Linked DNA regions of Mus musculus: region 1 is linked to region 2. Evidence: chromatin contacts called from public HiChIP or PLAC-seq data. All regions are on one chromosome and are shown on one strand. The core of a region is the stretch at or near the end of the contact, and the rest is flanking DNA. Distances in the headings are between cores, read along the strand shown.

Evidence for each region. HiChIP or PLAC-seq counts read pairs in DNA pulled down with a chosen protein or histone mark.
Region 1: an H3K27ac HiChIP or PLAC-seq map of hepatocytes shows a contact between it and region 2, with 4 times the contacts expected there. The contact joins two enhancer-like sites. A contact is called at or near these places in 2 of 115 datasets of contacts at active chromatin or transcription factors (embryonic stem cells and hepatocytes) and 1 of 9 other capture datasets (embryonic stem cells).

Annotation. Positions count from the first base shown.
Region 1 is chr14:17,862,496-17,865,964 of GRCm38.p6, reverse strand. The region is part of intron 2 of Thrb (thyroid hormone receptor beta); the gene reads right to left. Among named protein-coding and RNA genes, the nearest start is that of Thrb, 200 kb to the right of the region's middle. Within about 2 kb of position 1,869, at least 11 of the 459 cell types and tissues checked have an H3K27ac peak or open chromatin away from gene starts, as enhancers often do. A contact at or near this core is called in hepatocytes, where this site is marked.
Region 2 is chr14:17,683,114-17,686,715 of GRCm38.p6, reverse strand. All of the region lies in intron 1 of Thrb (thyroid hormone receptor beta), which reads right to left. Among named protein-coding and RNA genes, the nearest start is that of Thrb, 24 kb to the right of the region's middle. Within about 2 kb of position 1,640, at least 5 of the 459 cell types and tissues checked have an H3K27ac peak or open chromatin away from gene starts, as enhancers often do. A contact at or near this core is called in hepatocytes, where this site is marked.

The DNA.
Region 1 (3,469 bases), core at 620-3,119, 180 kb before region 2:
CCAAAGCATCGGATCTCTGTGGCTGGCAGTGTGCAAAAGAACTATGAAAACATAAAAGAACATGCTTTATTAAGAATTTCCAGCAGCTGGGCCTGGCATCCCAGTCAGATTCCATCATGAAAGAGGCTGAGGCAGGAGGACGGCAAGCTTCAGACTAGCCAAGGTGAGTTCCAGGCCAGCCTGGGCTACACATGGTGACAGTGTCTCAGAAAAGACTTTATGCTTTGTATTAAAGTCTACCACCCTTATAAACATGTACCTAGATTGACCAGCACCTAGTTAAAAAAATCTGAAGTTTATCATTCTCCAGAAGCTACCCTACCCTACCCCCAGGAATTACCTTTACCCTCAGGAAACCACACAAACAGCTTTTAATTTTTTTTTTTATGTGTTTGAATACCATGCAAATGCAGTAAAACTGGCCTGGTTTAATACAAGTAATTACTGAAAAATAATTAAGAGGCCAATAATATTTGAGACTAAATGGCCTATGACATCCTATGTCACTCTTATTTATGGTCATTGTAAATAAGAAAATGAGGTCAAGAGAAAACATGTCCCAGAAAGTCATACACTGGTAGTTATTGGGTACAAGTTTCAAGAGCTGTCTGACATAGACCTCATGCCTTGTCACAATGGTTCAGACAGGTGTCTACCTCATACACTATAAAGAGGAGAGAATAAATATAAATATAAATATGAATATAAATATAAATGTAAATATAAATATAAAGATGGAGTCATGAAGGCCATCTGTCCTCTGCCTCAAAGCAAGCACTCTTCTCACATTTATAACCAGTTGAGAATTTAATCTTCCACACAGCTCTACAAGTCAGCATGGTAATGTCTTTAAAGCGTGCTTATGGAAATCGGTTGTTTCTTTAAAAATCTATTCCAGAAATACTTTGGGCTCTCTATGCACTTTTTCGTTTCTGAGGAGAGGTGACTTGTGCTTGCTGTAGAAGAACTGATAGAAGAAACCCAGAGCTCTGCAGTGGGCCCGAGGGACCTTTACAAAGATGAGAGTTTATGAGTGGAGCTTGTGACATTTCTAAGAGAAATCTCACAACAAATGCTTATTCTTATGGCTCTTAAAATGTTTCCACATCTTTTCCTCAATAATCCTGAGCCCTAGGTATGGTTATATTGCAGATGTTTTAAAAAAACATATATGTACAAATAACATTAGAGAGTGAGCAGGTTGAATTTATGTCTTTAGAAACATACTCGCACATGTGAGGGAGAGAGAGTGGAGTTGGGGAGAGACAGAAGGACAGAATCCAGAGTTTGTCTCAGCTCTGCTTGGAGCAAGTGGGTTCAATCATTTGAGCTGAGGATGCTTTCCAAGAAATTAACTGTGAGCTTTATGTGAGCATCCTGGATTTGGTACAGGTACCCCACACCATCTGCAAACAGCTTTTGGAACTCACCCTCAACTCACTTGGCTTGCTGAGAGTCCCAGGAGTAATTACCACACTTCTACTGCTTATATAATTCCGATGATCAAAGAGACAAAGTTTCTTCTTAGCACTTACTGAAGTTGGGGCATCTGGAGACTTACCATGAGTAAGAACACCCAAGTTCTTAACAGAACTCCCAGAATGCCTTGTGTTTCTGCTTAAGTCCACCTTTAAGTCCCCATAAGTAAACATGCCAGATTTTATACCATTCAGTGCATGTGGTTTTTCTAGAATAGGAAGTGGTGGAGCTTCGAGGTGCATCTCCTCTGCTGCACACACCCTGGGAATGTAGGGAAGCAGCAGTGGGCAGTGTACCATTCTGGTTACCAACGACATGCCCACGCTGCCTCTGAGCTCCAGCACTGATGTCTTCTCACTGATTAAGCAATGACTATGAAAACAACCGATTACATCTCTGGCTGTATCCAGCTGAGTGACAGGTCACTACCCCACTGTGCCCCAGGCTTTGAGGCAGAACCTTTCAGGACTCCTGGAATTTAGCATACACTCACCACACAAAGAACTTGAGAGACTAGCTTGTGGGTTCTGCTCACTTGATGTTGAGCAATGGCTACCAGAGAGGCTAGTGATAATGTTTGGCTACTTGGAGAATGAAGGACAAATGAATACACTATCACAGGGGTTTTATTTCTCAAGACCTTCTACTTAAGCCCGTAGAGGCCAGTTCTGGCAGGATCTACCAGAACTCTGTGCAAATTTGGGCAGCGTGGGCATGTCAAGGATAACCAGGGTGGAACATTGCCCACTGCTGCTTCCCTGTATTCCCAGAGTGTGTGCAGCAGGGTAGATGCACCTCGAAGGTCCACCACTTCCTACTCTGGAGAAACCACATGTACTGAATGGTATAATACTTTCCATGTATTTCTCAGATCTTATGATATCTATAACACAGCTGGACCAGGAGTACTTTCCCCAATAATTCCCCAGTACTCACTCATTATCACTCTTTTAAAATGGTTACTGATTTTATAGGATATTGAACGTCACAGTATTTATAAAAGTCATGTTCATGGCTCAATCCCCAAATCTGTGATTTCATTTGGGAAAGCAGATTTCTCATAGCTCTCATTACCTCATGAGTAGTTTATTTTCCACATTCCCAGCTCAAGGATGATCTCCACGAGGAAAAGAACTCTGTTTCATTTGCTCAGGACTATCTTGTGGCATACAGTTAGTATTTAATAGATAATTTTAAGCAATTGATTGTAGTACAAAATATACTTATTTTCTACATTTATTTACTTATTTGTTTTTTAAAATTTAACCACCTTGCATATTATACAGGTAATATATATGATACATATATACCATATCTTTATTGATGTGACATATCCTTATTGATGTGGCATATCCTTATTGTTACAAATCCTTATTGATGATGACAGGTTTTTACTAGAGCCCTTTGACTTTCATAGATATTCAGTCATATCATCATAAAAACAGAATCTTGGTTTTGGCTACATCAGTTATGTCAATATTTCTTACCCACTAAACTCATTGGGACCTCTGACAAGTGCTGAGGTGGGAGGAGGGACCAGTAAGATTTGCAACTTCCCATGTTCATGCCCTCTGGTATGGATCTTTGCTCTGAGTCCTAGCTCAGCCACAGGAATGCTTTGGTTGTTGGCAGACATGATTCAATCCTAAGTCTTAAAAGTGCTACTGGCACAGGGCATTGCTCCTCAGCCTGTACCATGACAGCATGCCTGGACTAGTTTGGAGGAAGAAGAGGAGGAGGGGGGCGGCGGCGGAGGAGGAACAGAAAGAGGAGGAGGAGGAGGAGGAGTAAAATGTGATGCTACAGTATTTTCATTGTTCTAGTAAACACCATTGCCCATATGCAGCCATCCTCAGCACACAAGCACTCCCAATCATGGTGACAGAGCTACCTAGTTTGTTCCTAATTAGCCACTGACCCGTAAGCAAACCCAGCCAGAGTCCCTGTCATCACTGGTCATAGGATATATACGTTTATCATATGCCTAGTT
Region 2 (3,602 bases), core at 391-2,890:
TTAAGTCACATGAGTGTCACTGTGGTGTAGAATTTAGTTTTCAACACTTTCTTTATAATCAATATTATTTAAGATTCTCTGATACAGCTTCTCTTGCCATGCAACAATGGAAAAACAATTTTAGAAAAATAGTGTTCAATGACATGTAATTAAATGTTATCAGGTGTTAGGTTAAAAAACAAAACAACAACAAAATAAAAACAACCACCCTACAAAATGATAGAAAGCCTAGTACTATTTTTCTTCCATTGTGTGTGTGTGTGTGTGTGTGTGTGTGTGTGGGCGGTTGCAGAGGGAGCCTGGAAAGAAATTCCTTAGTATTTCAAAGGTGGTTAGCAAGGTAACCAGTAAATTTCTACAAAGAGCAATTATTGCTTTTGTGAATACAGTAGTAATGAAGGTGTAAAAAGGAGGAGTTAAAAGCCTGGCAGCAGAATGGCCCCAGGCAAGATATGGGTGAGATGTGATCACAGGGTTGCATATTACAATGAAGGCCTTGGGCAGGATGCATCCTGTTTGAGCTCCCAAGTGTTGTTCTTGGGGTTCAACAGCATTTGACTAAATGTCTCTATGTCTCTTTCTAGTCTGTCTTCCTGTAATGGCATGGGTGATATACTGCAAAAACTATTTAATGTTTAAATCAAGCTAGTACAGAAAAGGCATGGGGTGTCACATGAGTGTCACTGTGGTGTGGAATTTAGTTTTCAACACTTTCTTTATAATCAATATTATTTAATGATAAGTATTTATTTCTTTGACTACTAAGAATCAATTGAAAAAGATTATAAAAACAGTCTAAAGGATCGGTGTAAAATTGGCTCATAAATTGTACAATATACTTTCAATTAGGTCTCACTATATGACCCTAACAAACCAGATGAACACCTTCCCTGGTTCTGTTTTGTTTGACTTGTTGTTATGCCTTGCTGGGATCATACCAAGAACCTCCCACATATTAGGCAAATACTCTACTACTGAGCTACAACCTAACCTTCTGCCAGAGTTCTGAAATAATGGAGCCAAGTCAAGTGGTTTTCTTAAGAACACTGCCAGGTGGAAAAGCCCTTTGAATTGCACTACTGAGCAATTCAGATCCCAAGATTCCTCCTTAGAAATGTTGCCAACCAGGGCACTGCTTCCTTTGGAGTGTCATGGAAAGATGCAACCAAGCCGGGCATGGTGGCACACGCCTTTAATCCCAGCACTCGGGAGGCAGAGGCAGGCAGATTTCTGAGTTCGAGGCCAGCCTGGTCTACAGAGTGAGTTCCAGAACAGCCAGGGATATACAGAGAAACATTGTCTCAAAAATTAAAAAAAAAAAAAAAAAAAAAAAAAGAAGAAAAGAAAAGAGAAGGGGAGGGGAGGGGAGGGGAGGGGAGGGGAGGAGAGGGGAGGGAAGGGAAGGGAAGAGAAGAGAAGAGAAGAGAAGAGAAGAGAAAAGAAAAGAAAAGAAAAGAAAAGAAAAGAAAAGAAAAGAAAAGAAAAGAAAAGAGAAAGATGCAACCAGGTTGGGGGTTGGGAAGCACACAGAACTCAGGCTCCAGGTCCCAACCTCTCTTGGCAGTCTAATGTACTCTTGAATCTTGCAAGGACAAGGTCCACCTCCATCACATACCATGAATGTGGTTGTGTCACCGTGAAAGGGTGACAGACCCAGTTCCCTGCTTGTCCTGTGCAGTGGACCAGGCAGTCCCAGTGAGTATGTGGTGCTGCTGCTGACACAGAATAGTTTGCCCTGACTCCTGAAGGCAGGGGACACTGGCATGTGAGGGTGCAGGTAGCCTGCCAGGGGGATGATCTAAACCTTGACAGAACTAAAGAATATAAGACTTCTAAACAATGTGCACGCTACAAAAGCTGTAAGAGGAGGGGCAATTGCTTCTTTTCATAGCGTCTCCTTTCTCAGAAAATACTCTCTTCACAACCCCATTGACACCTGAGTTTTTGAGGCATAGGCCATTATGTTACTGTGCCATGAAGTGAGCTTTAAATGAAATATGATGGCCTGGAGAATTTTCACTCTGATCAGAAAGAAGTATTTGATTTGGACATTGTCCCTTGTGGACAGTGTCTCCCAGGGGCCCAGAAAGTACCTTGGGACCTGCTGACCATTCTGTGAGCATTTACAAATACCCACAGGTACACCATTACTCATTTAGCCCAAAGGACATGGGCAACAACACCTACAAAACATCAGCATCATGCTATCTTTTTAGAAAGAGTTACTAACACTTAAAATGCTCAAGAATACCCTTAAGGCGTACCCAGGCTTGCTAGTCTTTCCTAGTGCACACAGTGAGGACAGCCATTCTTTGTTTGTTTGTTTGTTTTTTAGCTTTCACTGATCATCTCATTTTTTTTCCTACAAATGTTGCTTTTAAATGCAGCCTGTCACAAACCCGATGACTTTCTATGTCATCACGTTCAAACATCCTCATGCACTGTGTTTTAGGTCTGACGATTACAAGCAGCACACCTGTGTTGTGTGTGTTTGTGCAAAAGGCTAGGTCTTATCATCAAAGTAAGTGCATTTTATTTACTCATTTAATAAGAAATGTTGAGGAATGCCACACTGCAAAGGTGGGAAGAATGAAGGACAGAAAACATTTGGGGGAACTTAGTCATAGTCCCATCTTCACCCCAAGAAACTTTATCTCTTCCAATCTGCTGGAAGCTCTCAGTGAGCAAATGAAAACAGCTGGATCAGTTGAAGATTGATTCTTTTAATTATGTACCTCATGTTTTCATAGTGGGGAAATTTTAACCACAGACTGTTTTAGTTTAGCCTCCCCCTCACAGTGTGAGGGATCCATGACTATGTGCATACATGACTTTTCTATCCACATGCTGAAGCCCTGGCACATTTCTTAGGCCCCACCCCAAGAGAGATTTTATCACCCTATATCCCAGTGACCTACACTAACTTCATGCCCTGTCAGTCCTTCCTGTATAGTACAAACATCTCCACAGCAGACACCAGATACATATCAGCTCTGAGACACGTCAGAACTGTTTACAAGAACAGGACTGCCTCTGCTATAAAGGGGAGAGGACTGAGTGGCTGCAGCTTCAGGGATGCTACTCAGAGCTCACAGTCAATTATCAGAGAGGAGGGGCTATCTGGAGGAGCAGGGTTGTGTGGAAACTTAGGAACTGGAAAGTTACCTGTCTAGACTCAAATCCCAGCCCCTTCACAAACTGATCATGTGGCTTTGAGAAAGTCATGCATCCTCTCTAAAGATGCTTCCTAAGATGGTTGTGAGGATTAAATGAATAGACATATTCAAAGCGTTTGGAATAGGGCCTGGCTTTACTGAGAAAATACTGTGGAAGAATTAGTTAAGAATCAACAAGGAGAGCAGAACTACAGCTGAAAGCCACTGAACTTGCTCCAATGTAGGCACTCCTAGCTGGAATTCTTCACCTGCCAGTGCCTGTGTTGGAAGCAGCTGCTCCATCTCCAAGGACTTTACCCTTATCCTCTTTCCTTGGTGGTCTCTAATATTACCTGGTTTCCCTGCTCTACATTCTGGATTTTTCTCTGTCTGAAAGAGTAGGACCCAAGGCTGCACTGAACAGGTCAAAAAGTAAAATGATGACCT